Linked DNA regions of Mus musculus: region 2 is linked to region 1. The links are chromatin contacts, called in public promoter capture Hi-C maps. All regions are on one chromosome and are shown on one strand. Each heading gives the region's core, a stretch centred on a gene start, on an enhancer-like site or on the middle of the called end of the contact. The rest is flanking DNA. Distances are from core to core; before and after follow the strand shown. Region 1 holds the start of Mtdh (metadherin). Region 2 holds the start of Slc25a32 (solute carrier family 25, member 32).

The links. Promoter capture Hi-C pulls out the DNA fragments that hold promoters and counts their contacts.
Region 2: a contact with region 1 is called in a promoter capture Hi-C map of pre-B cells, with 2.8 times the contacts expected there. The contact joins the promoter of Slc25a32 here to the promoter of Mtdh in region 1. A contact is called at or near these places in 1 of 39 promoter capture datasets (pre-B cells) and 1 of 484 Hi-C or Micro-C datasets (regulatory T cells).

Annotation. Positions count from the first base shown.
Region 1 is chr15:34,079,043-34,086,248 of GRCm38.p6, reverse strand. Mtdh (metadherin) reads right to left here and starts at 3,530. Exons shown (of 12, transcript NM_026002.5): 1 at 2,836-3,530. The coding sequence starts at 3,213. It overlaps Gm41291, which reads left to right and starts at 3,023. Exons shown (of 1, transcript XM_011245387.3): 1 at 3,023-4,507. The coding sequence starts at 3,242. The coding sequence ends at 3,775.
Region 2 is chr15:39,109,691-39,116,379 of GRCm38.p6, reverse strand. Slc25a32 (solute carrier family 25, member 32) reads left to right here and starts at 3,664. Exons shown (of 7, transcript NM_172402.3): 1 at 3,664-4,032. The coding sequence starts at 3,879. It overlaps Dcaf13 (DDB1 and CUL4 associated factor 13), which reads right to left and starts at 3,506. Exons shown (of 11, transcript NM_198606.2): 1 at 3,329-3,506. The coding sequence starts at 3,398.

The DNA.
Region 1 (7,206 bases), core at 2,281-4,780:
TACAGTTGCTATGCAATATAGGTAAGGAACTAATGACAAGGAAAAAGCCTGGACCTAATTCAGTACAACTGCAGTTTTCAAAAATCATTGATCTGGGGAAGAGAGGTCTCATGTATCCCTGGATGGCCTCAAGCTTAAGATGTATGGGATGACCTTCAAAGTCTCATTCTCCTGTCTCCACTTTGAATGTTGGGACTACAGGCATATGCCAAGACCCCCAGTTTATGTAGTTTTGGCCAACGAACCTAGGAAGTCATGCATGCCAAGTAAGCACTCTAACCAACTTAGCAACATCACCAGGCCCTAAAAATAAAATGTTGGTCCTTAGTTGGTTTAATCCATGAAAGCAGAGAATACACAGGGAGTGGACTGTGTATAAACATCTTTTGTAACTGGCACAGAGCTCCCTGGGGAGACAGAGTTTTTACTTTTCATGTTTCCTTCATAGTAAGACATAAAACACCACCTTTTTTTGCTTTCAACCTGTAAGTAGGCCTTGTTTGATTTTTTTCCTCCCCTAAGTAAAAATGCAGCACAGTACAAGAAACAAAATGAACAGGAAATAATGAAGTTTATACTTAGCCCTGGAAAGCAGTATTTTTCTAAGGGGAGGGTGGGATGGGGGTGTCAGGCCTTATAATCAAATAAGAAACCAATTTTGTGAGTCACAAATGCATTAAAGAAAAACAATTTTATGCCTGTGCTAGAATACAAAATATATTTCTGAGTTGCATCATAAGTTTCAGGACCAGCCGGAAGGTAGTGGTGCATGCCTTTAATCCCAGCACTTGAGAGGCAGAGGCAGGTGGATTACTGAGTTCGAGGCCAGCCTGGTCTACAGAGTGAGTTCCAGGATGGCCAGGGCTACACAGAGAAACCCTGTCTCGAAAAAAAAAAAAAAAACCAAAGTTTCAGGGCCATAACTTCTCTAATACATTCTTACTATGTGGCAGAAGGTTATTTTTTTCACCTAATTCACATTCAATGATCCAACGTCAATTCCAGCTCCTCAAAGATCTCAAGTAGGTTTACTTATTACCCATTCCCCCTTCCTTAACACAAATGAAAATCAGGATGAGCCAAATCCTATCTGTTGTACATTTTTCATAGTGAAGTGTGTGTTCTTCCTTCAGGTGAGTCATCTGTGTCATGATGCACTTCAAATGGACTCTCGAAGCACCTGTCTCTCTCCTCAGGTCCATCTGAAATTCTAAACATCCTAAAGAGACTTTGATATTTTGAAATTTCATAACTTGCCACAATCCACACAGGCCTTAGTATTAATGCACGCAGTTTGTTTCAAGATCACCTTTACTCTGAAACGAAGAGTCTACTTTCATTAAAACATTACTTAACCCTTGATGCTGTCTACAGAACTTTTAATTATGCATGATCTCAGTGTGCTGTTTTCTCCTCTCCTAACTTCAGAAAGTATTATACTGATAACTTTCTAGGTTTCCTCTCTTCTATCTTCCCACTCAGCAATCAAACCATGAGTGCTTATCATATGAGCTGTCAGCTTTCTATTTAGTACTTATGGGTCCATGAACAGAGTTTTTACGAACCTGTCTCCCACTCGATTGACTTTAATTCTTATGTGCCCATCAAACATACCAGAGCACATCTCTTCATAGTAAGAGCCTGGTACTTACTGAAGTGTTCTCAAAAGGTGGAGACTTACATTCAGATAATATTGGAGGCAAAGTTTCTCTATGTAGTCCTTGCTGTCCCGAAACTATAAAGATCAGGCTGGCCTCAAACTCAAAGATCTGCCTGCCAAGTGCTGGGATAAATGCATCCACCACCACCACTACACTAATAAATATTTCTAATGTTACTTATCTTTCATATTACACAAATTATGCAAAACAGGCTACTAAACAGTTCAGTGGGTAAAGGCACTTGCCAAGAAGCCTGAGTACTGGAGTTCAATCCCCAAGATCCACTCTGTGGAAGGAAAACCAACCCCAGTAAGTTCTCCTCTGACTTCTGCATGCATGCCACGGCACAAGATCTCTCCAACAAATATACACAGAACAAAATATTACAGAGAAATCACAACACAGGATACAGAAGTAAAACACTAAGGCCTAACAAAAATGGAATAGCTTTCGCATTTCCACATGTGGTCCAGCAAACTGCGGCTTGAAATCTCCTCTCAACCTTCTTCAGCATTTTAATCTGTCACCTCTTTATGCTTTATTAAAAAACAAAAAAGTCTTCCACATCCTTTGACTGTACTATAGACTACTTTGCTGTACTTGCCTTATGTTTTTCTCGGGGCCATATATCCCGAAGGCGTATTAGATCGCCAGCTCCCTTTTGCCCAGTTCCTGTACCAGCAACCCAATGGCCACACTCACCAGGATAAGACAGGGTAACCATTTCCCTTTAACATTTCCAACTAAGATGAGTATGGCTTGATCTGAACACCTGTAATCCTCTTTAAGCCAGTTTTTAGGTCACCCCTATCTTCCGTGACGGTCTCAGGTCTCAACGTGGCTTGAGATAGACATCTCTCTCTACCGGGCAGTCTTTTCAGAACTTCCCAACGTCACTGTAAGGTCCCATTAACCTCCACATGCAGCCTACTTTCTTTCACAGGCCTCTAGGAAGGATCTGCTTTTGGGGAAACCAAGGTTCTCATATGATGGCTGTAAGTTTGGTCACTTTTATTTATACCTACCCCTGGAGTTAATTTCCATTCAGGAAAACGCGACTTTCCTACTGGTTCTTACACTTTCCGACTTCCCCCTTCTCAAGGAACGTGTTCACCTACCACCTCGACCTGAGCTCTCGCTTCCCTTGACCACCGGGCTCCTCGCCACTACTCACTTTGGGCTTTTCAGGAAGCTTCTTCCGGTTCTTCTTCTTTTGCTCCTCGCTTCTGAGATTCTTCAGCTGGGCTAGGTCGTCGGGGGCCGGAGTCGGCGGGGCCGCCTCCTCCCGTTTGCGGGGCGGGCTCCTTCGCTTCTTGCGGGCGCCGGCGCAAGCCGCGGCCCAGCCGTAACCTAGAAGGAAGAGCAGGAGCAGCCCGAGAGCGCCGGTGCCCACCAGGATCACCCAGCCCGGGTACCGCTTCGGCTCTAGCCCCAGGTCGAGGCCCAACTCCGTGCGCAGAAAACCTAGGCCGACCGAGAGCAACTCCCGCAGCCGGGCAGAGCCCTCCTCGGCCTGCTGGGCCAGCTCGTCCTGCCAGCTTCGTGCAGCCATCTTCCCTCCCGTCAGAGAGACTCGCGGGATGACGCCGGGGAGCGGAGCCGCCGCTGGAACAGTCGTGGGAGGCGACAGGGCCGCGACACCTCAGGCCGAGCGCATCGCGGCCAACCCTCACGCCGGAGTAGGGGATAGAGGGCCGCCGCCGCCACGGGGAGAGCCAAAGGTTCCCAGTCTCCGCAGCCGGCCTCACGCCGCCGCCACCAGGAGGACACGGGGCGGCGGGGACAGAGTGTCTCCAGAGGCGGCCGCTAAGCGGCGTCGGGGCGCCAGCGCCAGGACCCGCTGTCCTCCCCCGGCGGAACAATGGCGGCTCCGGCCGCGATCCACGCTGCGCGCGGAGGCCGGTCGGGTCACGTGGAGGCTGTGGGCGGGGCATGCGTCACATGGGGCGATGGGCGGGGCCGGGCGGACTCTAGTCTTGGAGTGGGGTCTCCTTGAGCTGTGTGGGTTTGGAGGCTTGGGGCGACTCGGAGCTTGCGAAGCGGGAGCTAGAAATCTGACGGTGGAACTCCTTCAGGCTCGGGCTTTCTGGATGCTGAGAGGGATTCAGGTGTGAGGCCTGCGCACGAGCAAGGCGGCCAAACCCATCGGAGTATGAGCAGGCTTTCCGCTCTCTTTCCTGCAGTGGTGGTGCAGTGGACCGGCTTTTTCTCCCTAGGTCAGGGGCCAGTTGGATGCTTCCAGAGGGAGCTCGGTGGACTCTGAGGCAGCGAGCACGTGTAATTCACATCCGAGTATTTCTTCGGGGCGGACTAGCATATTAACGTTTGCCAACGTTTGCGTCTGTTCTGTCGTTCACTCCTGCTGTCTGTTGTCAGGCTCCAGATTTAAAAAGTCGGCAAACCCGTGGGAGGCACTATTATTTTTCTACTGATTTGTAGCCTTAATAGGAAATATTGAGAGGAAGCCCTTAGACTGTATTTATATGCAAGAGAAGCATATTATTTTAAGCTTTTATACAACCCCAAAAGAATTGCAATTTTTGAATGCTTGTGTTGTCCAACAGTCAAATGTAGCATTAGAAGGAAACTAGGTGGGTTGGGGAATGTCGCTCAGCAATAGAACATGCTTACTGAACATATGCAAGGCTCTGGCGTCGATTCCTAGCACCAAAAATAAAGAGCTGAGGCGCTTCTTCCCTTCTTAATTTTAAAAATGCTTGAGGACTACCCTACTATTTGTATTTTGACTTTGCGGTAAGGAAACAGTGTCTATAATTAAATGTTAATTAGCATGTAAGCAGCTGAAGTAAATACAAACTAAAAACCTATTCATGTATTTTGACCCATCAGTATTGTAATGAGTCTTGTGATTAATGGGTGGAATAGAGTTTTATACGTAATAAGCTACTCTTGCTAAGCTTTTTTGCAGACTTATAATTAAGGGCTAAGTTATAAAGGCCAGAACCTTAAAATGAGATCTGCATGACCTCTAAAATTAACAAATTCCATTCATATTTTTGGAATAAGATTTATAACCCCACCTATTTGGGTTGGTCATAGTTTTTCTAAGAAGTTCTACTGATCGTTTTAGATCATCACCTGTGGATTTATGAATTAGAGAATTACAGAAATTGTAGGTTAGCATACTAGTCCCTTTGACAGTCTAGCAAGTAAATGATTTAGTAAGATCAGGTCATCTTGTAGTTTTTTTTTTTTTTTTTTTTTTCCACTTGCTGTATTTGGTATCAGGGACATACTTGTCATTATATCTCGCCCTCCTTCTCTCACTCCCTCCTCTTTGTGTATGCACATGTATATGCACTTCGTTTTTGTATTCATGCTGGGGATTAAACCCAGATCCTTAAGCATGGTAGGCAAACGCTCTCCCACTGAACTATGTCTTTATCCCACCATGCACTTATATTTTAAAAACAAAAAAGTAGGGTCACAACCAACTGGTTTGCATTCATTACAGTTAACAAAACTTGTAAGAATATAATTATACTTCCAGAAAGTTAGGGTTATTTGTTGCAATAGCACAAAGATTAGATTAAAATTTAAATAAAGCAATGCTTTGAAAGAATCAGGGCAAAACAGCTGTGTGTGATGGAATACTAGCTCTGCTCTAAGTAGACAAAGTCCTAATTCCTCGTGAATGACAACGATAAAATGCAAAATGTGTCTAAAACTCTCTATGAGAAGTTCAGGGTTGGAAATGAGTGCTTTTTCTGAGTAATCATAGATAAACAGGAAGGAGCTATAAACTCATACAGCGGTGTGAATATCAATGCTGAGGAGAAGAAGAAGCCATAGTACCTAGGGTATGATTCCATTTGGGTATAATTAGAAAATGAACACTGATCTACAGTGATAGCAAATCAGTGGTTACTTAGGGGTATGGGGTGGGGCCAAGGAAGCTTGAGGAAGGTCTTAAGAAAGGATCCAAGGAAATGTGGGAAAGGTGAATATGTTCTTTGTTGCGATCATTTCATAGGTTTTCCAAGGTTCAAGTTACATACCTTAAATATTTTGGCTTAGGACTTGTCAACTGCTTCCAAGAAGCCATTCAAGATGTTTTTAAAAGTCGCTTATCGGACTGGAGAGATGGCTGAGCAGTTAAGAGCACTGACTGCCCTTTCAGAGGTCCTGAGTTCAATTCCCAGCAACCATGTGGTGGCTCACAACCAACTGTAATGTGGTTTGATGCCCTCTTCTGGTGTGTCAGAAGACAGCTACAGTGTACTCACATTCAGAAAGTAAATAAAGAAATAAATCTTTAAAAAAAAAAAAAAAGTCGGGACTGGAGAGATGGCTTAGCTGTTAAGAACACTGACTGCTCTTCCGAAGGTCCTGAGTTCAAATCGCAGCAACCACATGGTGGTTCACAACCATCTATAGTGAGATTGAATGCCTTCGTCTGGAAATAGCTATAACGTACTTACATTGTAAATAATATTATAATAGTAATATAATACTATAATAAATAATTTTTTAAAAGTCACTTATCCCTAGGTATGGTGGTGCATGTTTGTGATTGATCCAGGAGTCAGGAGGCTGGGGCAGGAGGACTCAGAGTTCCAGGCTAGTCAGGGCTTCGTAGTCAAGCCCCATTTCAAACAAACAAAACCCCAAAAGCTTATTTTTATTGCTGTGATAAAATATGACCAAAAGTACAATATGAAAGAAAGAGTTCGTTTTGATATACTGTTCAGAGGGTCCATAAGGCTGGAAGGGCATGGCAGCAGGAAGCTGACTGGTCACACTTTGATTGACAGGAAGGCACAGAGAGAAAAGTAGCTGTGGGGTGATTCTATAACCCTCAAAAGCCCGACTGACCGCAGTGGCTTTCTCCTTCCAATAAGGCTCCACAATCTAAAGGTTAGGTGCCATAAACTCCCAAAATAGCATCACCAAGGATTAAAATATTTGGACCTCTGAGGGACTTCTCATTTCACACCCTCCCAAACCAAGCAAAACCTCATCACTTTAGGTTCTGCAAAAGTGGGATTCCAAGCAAAGGTTTTTTGCACCCATGATTTTTTTTTAACTTCTTCGTTTTTTTTTTAATTAAACTAATAAAATTTATCTTAAAATATACAACTCAGTATTGACATTTTTTAAGTCATCAAAATAATTTATAATAATTAAATGCCTTCTGAAATGATGTCTTCTGAAGCTAAAAGTAATATGCACTCAACCAGTTTTTAAAATCTATCTGGAACACTAAACATGATAGGAGTAATAACATCTTATGAAGTCCTCTATGAAAGGAAATTGTGACAGGTTCCTGATAAGACAGAAATCATTCTGTCTCCAAGGGAGAATATGCAGTGTAACTGTGGCTTCATAGAATGAATTGGTAATGTTCCTTCTGTTGCTATTTTGTGGAATAGTTTGAAGAATATTGGTATTAGGTCTTCTTTAAAGGTCTGATAGAGTACTCCACTAACCCCAACTGCTCCTGGGCTTTTTTTGGTTGGGAGACTTTTAATGACTGCTTCTATTTCTTTAGGGGTTATAGTACTCTTTAGATTGTAGATCTGAT
Region 2 (6,689 bases), core at 2,415-4,914, 5.0 Mb before region 1:
GAATTGCTCCTGCCTAAAAGAACTACAGGAAGAAAAATGGAGAAAAGCCTGAGGAAAAGGAGGTCCAGTGACAGGCCCAAATTGAGATCCAGCTCAGGGGGAAGCCCCAAGGCCTGACACTATTACTGATGCTATGGTGTGCTTACAAACAAGGGCCTATCATGATTGCTCTCCAAAAGCCCCAACAAACAGCTGAAAGAGTCACATGCAGATATTTACACCCAACCAATGGACAGAAGTTGGTGACCCCTGTGTTTGAATTAGGGAAAAGCTGGAAGGAGCTGAGGAGGGCGACCCCATAAGAAAACCAGCAGTATCAACTAACCTGGACCCCTGAGATCTCTCAGACACTGAGCCACCAACCAGGCAGCATACACTAGCGATATGAGGCCCCCAACACATATAGAGCAGAGGACTGCTGGGTCTGGACTCAGTCAGAGAAGATGCACCTAACACTGCAGAGGCTTGGGCCCCAGGGAGTAGGGAGGTCTGATGGGGTTGGGGTGGAGCAGCGACATCCTCTTGCAGAGGAGGCAGGGTGTGGGATGTTGGAGGGTGGGCTGGGAGGGGGATGAAGTCTGGACTGTAAAAAAAGATTAAAGAATAAAAAACAAAAACACACCTGTCTCAAAAACAAATAAAAGGGGGAAAAGAACTTGGAATAGATTATATACTTTATTTTCTTTTAAAAGTCAAAAGAGAAAGCATGCTATTTAATATTCATAACTACAGAAAAGCTTAACAATTTCAGAAACAATTCATAGTTAGGTCATTCTTAGAACTTTGCCATAATTAAGTCAAGGTACTTCTGCTACAACAAATGTTTTTACAATCTTACCTTTCCTTCTATAAATCACTATACCACACAACAGATGTAGGCTGTAATATACTACACTATTCTAAAGGCAGAAGCCAGTCCCCCCTTGTCAACACTATTCTTCCCCGGAAACACAACATACGGCTGAAATGAGGCTGTAAGTTCATTAGATATCACATAAACAGGTATTAGAGGGCCATGTTTGTCTGTAAACAGGGTCCACTATGTATCCCTGGCTGGCCTGGAACTCACTATGTAGACCAGGCTAGGCTGGAACTCAGAGATCTGTCTGCCTCTGTCTCTGGAGTACTGGAATTAAAGGCTTGAACCACCAAGCTTGGTTCAGTTGGGTTGTTTGTTTGTTTGTTTTTAAAGATAGAAAATCCACACTGATGTTCTAACTGTATCCCTGTATTGTAATGTAGCATCTAAACACCTACTTGTAGAGGTAGAGAACTAAGTTCAAGCCCCCTTATGGTCTTCTATAATTCAGTCTCGCTGTCTCATCAGCTTCGGGTACTTCCTGGAGCTCAGCTCAAGCACCTTCACTCCCTGTCACCTAACCCACCTTGCATTTCCTCCTATGCAGCAGCCTTTCTAGCAGGACTTAACCTTCACCCACATCTACCCAAACCTCACACCCCTTGAAAATATTCATTTTATCTTCTAAATCATAATCGCTGTATCCACTTCCAACTTCCCTCATCTAGTCACACAGAAGCAACTAACACTAGTGCAGCACCTGCCATACATCATAAGCGCTGGGTATGATAGCTTAAAACTCATATAAAACCACATATATTTGTGTAAGGTGCTCTTACACATTAACTAGACACATCAGAACTATCGAGGATATTTCAACAATAAAGCTTCACCAGTACTTACCCAGAATTTAAATCCTGCAGAAAACTTACAAGGAAATAACACTAAATAAAATATAACAGATGTGTTTCTTGCTTTATATTTTAAAGCACTCCAAAAATTTTATTTTCTGTTTTGCTATTATATTTCTATTATAAAAATAAAAATAGCCGGGTGGTGGTGGCGGCGCACGCCTTTAGTCCCAGCACTTGGGAGGCGGAGGCAGGTGGATTTCTGAGTTCCGAGGCCAGCTTGGTCTACAAAGTGAGTTCCAGGACAGCCAGGGCTATACAGAGAAACCCTGTCTCGAGAAAAACGAAAAAACAAAAACAAAACAACACAAATAAATAAATAAATAAAAATAGGGAGATACTGTTGAAAAAAGATGTTACTATAAAGTAGAGTTGTATCTCCTAGCATAAGATTCTGTGTCCCAGCTGTCACCCATTCATTCATTCATTCCGATACTTACAAAGTAGCTATTTATGTGAGTTATTGTCTAAACACTGCATATAGGAATAGGATTCTTTCCTCTCTTTTCAAGCTGATAGGAAAGCCTGCTAATCAGCATGAACCATGAGATAATGTGATAAGCACTGACAAATCCAAACAATGTGTACTGAAAACACAGAAGAGGACACTGATGCGCAGGATGGAGGGCACTTGTAGGGATAAGTATGTAAAGATACGTACATAAGTATAGCTCCAAGACAAAGCCTGAAATGCACCCACATTGGCAAGGGTAACGTAAGCCACTGTCTTAGTTAGGGTTTTACTGCTGTGAGCAGACACCACGACCAAGGCAACTCTTATAAGGACAACATTTAGTTGGGGCTGGCTTACAGGTTCAGAGGTTCAGTCCATTATCATCAAGGTGAGAACATGGTAAAATCTAGGCAGGCATGGTGCAGGAGGAGCTGAGAGTTGTTCTACAGCTTCATCTGAAGGCTGCTAGGAGAATACTTTCTGCTAGGCAGCTAGGACTAGGGTATTAAAGCTCTCACCCACAGTGACACACCTACTCCAACAAGGCCACTCCCTGGGCCAAGCACTATAAACCATGACAGCTCCATCCAGCAATGCACTGTTTGGTGAAAGTGGAAGAAAAAAAAAAGTAATGAGGTTCAAAGATTCAAAATAATTAACGTCAAACTCTGGGGACAAATCTACTTTTCATTTAAGAAATATTACCAAAAAAAAAAAAAAGAAAAGAAATTATTACCATGTAAAACACCTTGGGAGCTGGGGGGGGGGGCCATATACCACACGTTAGCAATGCTAGGGGGAGGAGAGAGAACCTTTAGTAACGCAGACAGGGTTTCTCTCTGTAGCCCCGGCTGTCCTGGAACTCACTCTGTAGACCAGGCTGGCCTTGAACTCAGAAATCCGCCTGCCTCTGCCTCCCAAGTGCTGGGATTAAAGGCGTGTATACGTAACTACTTCCCACTAGAGGAAAATTCTCACAAAGGACGTAGAGGTATGTGCCATCTGCAGTTCTGATCCTCACCAGCCCCGTGTGGACGCAGCCGCCTAGGCGGAGAGGGAAACCGAGACCAGAGCGCTGGCCTCCCGCCCCTTTTACTGCTCGAAAGCTGGCCAGACCCAAAGAATCCGGGAGGAGGCCCCTTCCTCTGTTCCAGTTCCTCTCACCTCTTTGTATGTCCAGCTTGGTTTCGCGGACATAGTTGTCAGGGTTTCGGCTCAGCATTTTCACCTTCATCTTGGCGGCTCTGGGTGTCGGACTCCACGAGCCTTTAAACCGGGCTCGACTTACCGGGGCCAGCACGCAGACACACTACTTCCGCCTTCCGCGGGCTTCCTGTCACGTGGCTCCGCAGAGTGGCAGCCGGATGGCTCAGCTGGACCTCGCGGCGTTCCGTAGTCTCTCCGGCTAGGAGCTGGAGGGGGCGGTCCTTCAGCTGTCGCTCGCGTCTTGACCCGAGGGCGAGCGCGCGCAGCTGTGGGCGGGGCCAGGCCTGCTGGGCGGGGCTAAGCAAGCTCCGCTCTGAGGTTTCTCCTACTCCCCGCTTTGCCGCGGGTGTGACTTGCCTGCAGCAGCGTCCCGGGCTCCGGTCCCGGAAGTGGGCTCGCGTCCTGCGGTTCCAGGCCCCGGGCCGCGACAGTCGCCACGGTGGCGGCCACTACATCACGCCCCACGTCGGCGGCGCTGGACGCCGTAGTGTCGACGAACCCGGAGCCCATGACAGGCCAGGGCCAGTCGGCTGCCGGGTCGGCGGCGTGGAGCGCGGTGTTCCGCCACGTCCGGTACGAGAACCTGGTGGCTGGCGTGAGTGGCGGGGTCTTGTCCAACCTGGCGCTGCACCCGCTCGACCTCGTGAAGATCCGCTTCGCTGGTAAGAGCCTGCCCACGTCCCGGGCGGCTTCCCTTGCTGCCAGCCCCAGCGAAGCACTTACACGCAGAAGAGACATTAGTCTCCCCAGACTCTACTACAAGGGGGAGAGCCCCTAAGATGATGCTGTGCACCCTGCGTTACCTGGAGCTAGGATTTAGGAAGGGGACCCCGGCTTTCCCTGTGTCTCCTAACCATAAAGGATAGGGAAAGTGGGTGAAGTTTGAGAGAAAGGAGGTTGTCACATTTGACCCTCATGTTCACGAGTCATTCACTCTTTGGGGTAATTTGAAGTCTTAGGGCAGCCACGTGTTTGGCTGTATAAAGTCAGACGAAAGTACAAGTGTGTGAGCCGGTGCTTTGTCACCTTCGGAGAGTAAGGTCATAGTTTGGGATTAAAATATTCACTAAAGTTTCTTTAGTTTGCAGTATTTAAAAATATGCATTGTCTGGTGAAGGAAGGAGGAGCTTCTACACTCTAAATAACTGTATTAAAGTGTGAATTAAGTATATGGAAATTAGCACGGCATTTTAGGAATTAATACCAAGTTGCATTACATAGGTGAGCCTTGGTAACTATTTAGAAACCATTTCTGTTATTTCATTTATTACAAACTAAATTTTTCCAGAAAATCAAATCTTTAGAGATGGATTTAGTAGAGCATTCTAATTTTATTCGATTTACTTGATGTATGTGTCTTAATGTTGAACAGTGGAGTCGAACTAAGAAGTACCAACAGTTTCTTATCGTTAGGAAACTTAAAAATGTAATTACCCTAAGATATATAAAAGGATTCTACACAACATGAAATCAGTTGCTAAGTAGAATAAATTCAAATACAAAATAAGAGCACAAATAGGCTATATAAAAAGACTATATAAGGAAAGCTGGGGCTGGAGAGATGACTTAGCCTTTCCACAGGACCCACATTGAGTTCTCAGCACCCACTTTGAGCAGGTGGCTCCCAACTGTCTATAATTCTGGCTTCAAGGAAACCTAACATCTCTGGACTCTGCCAGCACATGCACATACCCACCCAGGGGCACATATGAAATATGAAATGATAAAGTAAATATTAAAAAAATAAACATAGGTGGCTTGTATGTATCTGTAAAGGTTCCATATTAAAGTCCTCAACAGGATTAATATTTTGACAGCTAGAGGAGACAAGACATTCCGTGGTGGAGAATGTGTGGTACCTGTGGAGTGTATTCTAGAAAAGACACCGCAGAGAAATAATTCCATGGAGTTTGATATGCAACTATAAATAATTGTTATAATAGTTGCAAACATTGATAACTAACTTTGATTGAATGTATAATAGGCATTTATTATGACCTTTATGAAGCTGATAATGGTAGGGGTTGAGTAAGTTGTCCAAGTCACAAGATGGTAAATAGCAATCTGAGGTTTGGGTTCAGCACTTTCACTCTGAAACTACCCTGCACTTACCCTCTCCCCGTAGCACCTCTAAGTCCCTGCTAACAGTGACTTGAATGTGAATAGATAGTCTTGGACTTCTTGAGATGAAGGTCTGTGGCTTGGTGTCCCTCTGACACAGCTTTCTCTAGGAGCAGAAGATGAGGCGCTGAAACTGAGGGTTGGCCAGGTTGGGATTTGGACAGTGCTACAGAGCTGACTAGTTTGAGGAAAGGCAGTTCTTGGTACCTGAGAAGATTCATTACCTTAGCGTGAGAAGAGTATTGGAAACTTGTAGGGTAGATAAAGTGGTTAGTTACAGAATAAGGGATTAAGGGTAGATAGTAACTCCTAGTTGAAGTCCTTCCCACAGCAGAGCAAGCGTGTGTAGTGGTAAAGCCGGCAGTTTGACTGAATGGCGAAAGGAAGAACTGAGGAAGATGAACAGTGAAAGGTTGTGTCGGTGTTTTAGTTAGGGTTTCTATTGCTGAGATAACACACCATGACGAAAGCACCCTGGGAAGGAAAGGGTTCATTCCTTATAGCTTTCTCATCCATCATCCAAGGAAGTCAGGGCAGAAACTCAAGGCAGCAGCCTGGAGGAGGAGCTGATGCAGAGACTGGAGGAGTGCTGCTTACTGGCTTACTCCTCATGGCTTGCTCACCTGCTTCTTGTGTAACTAAGACTTCTTGCAGCGGGGGTAGAATTGGGGGCGGCATCCCCACCTCCACACTGTGGGCTGGGCTCATCCCTACTAGTAGTCAAGAAAATGTTCTAAACTTGCCTGCAGGCCATCTGGATGAAGGCACTTTCTCAACTGAGGTTCCTCTTCCCAAATAACTCTAGCTGTGCTGAGCTGACATAAACCAATACAGTCATCAATAGGCATCAGTACTGAATAATGCCGACATTTTGTGCTTCCATATAATTAAGCCCACTTATTAAAATTACTGTCTAGCAATGGTGAGGAAGGCTAATCCTGAATGCATATGCTGTAAAACCAAACAATTCATTGACTCCTAAGTAAACTGGAGCTCCAGTGTTAACAGTTAAAAAAAAAAAAAGTAAAAATGTTATGTGAGAAAGGTGAAGGAATTCGTTAAGCTTCATATGGGAAGGGCCGTGCTCACTGTGAATTGGTCCTAAGAAAAGTTACAGGGATGCAGAATTAGGCCTGGCAAAGTAGTGGTACCCTCTGCAATGAAACACAAAGCGGCTGAGGCAGATGCTATTGAAAGA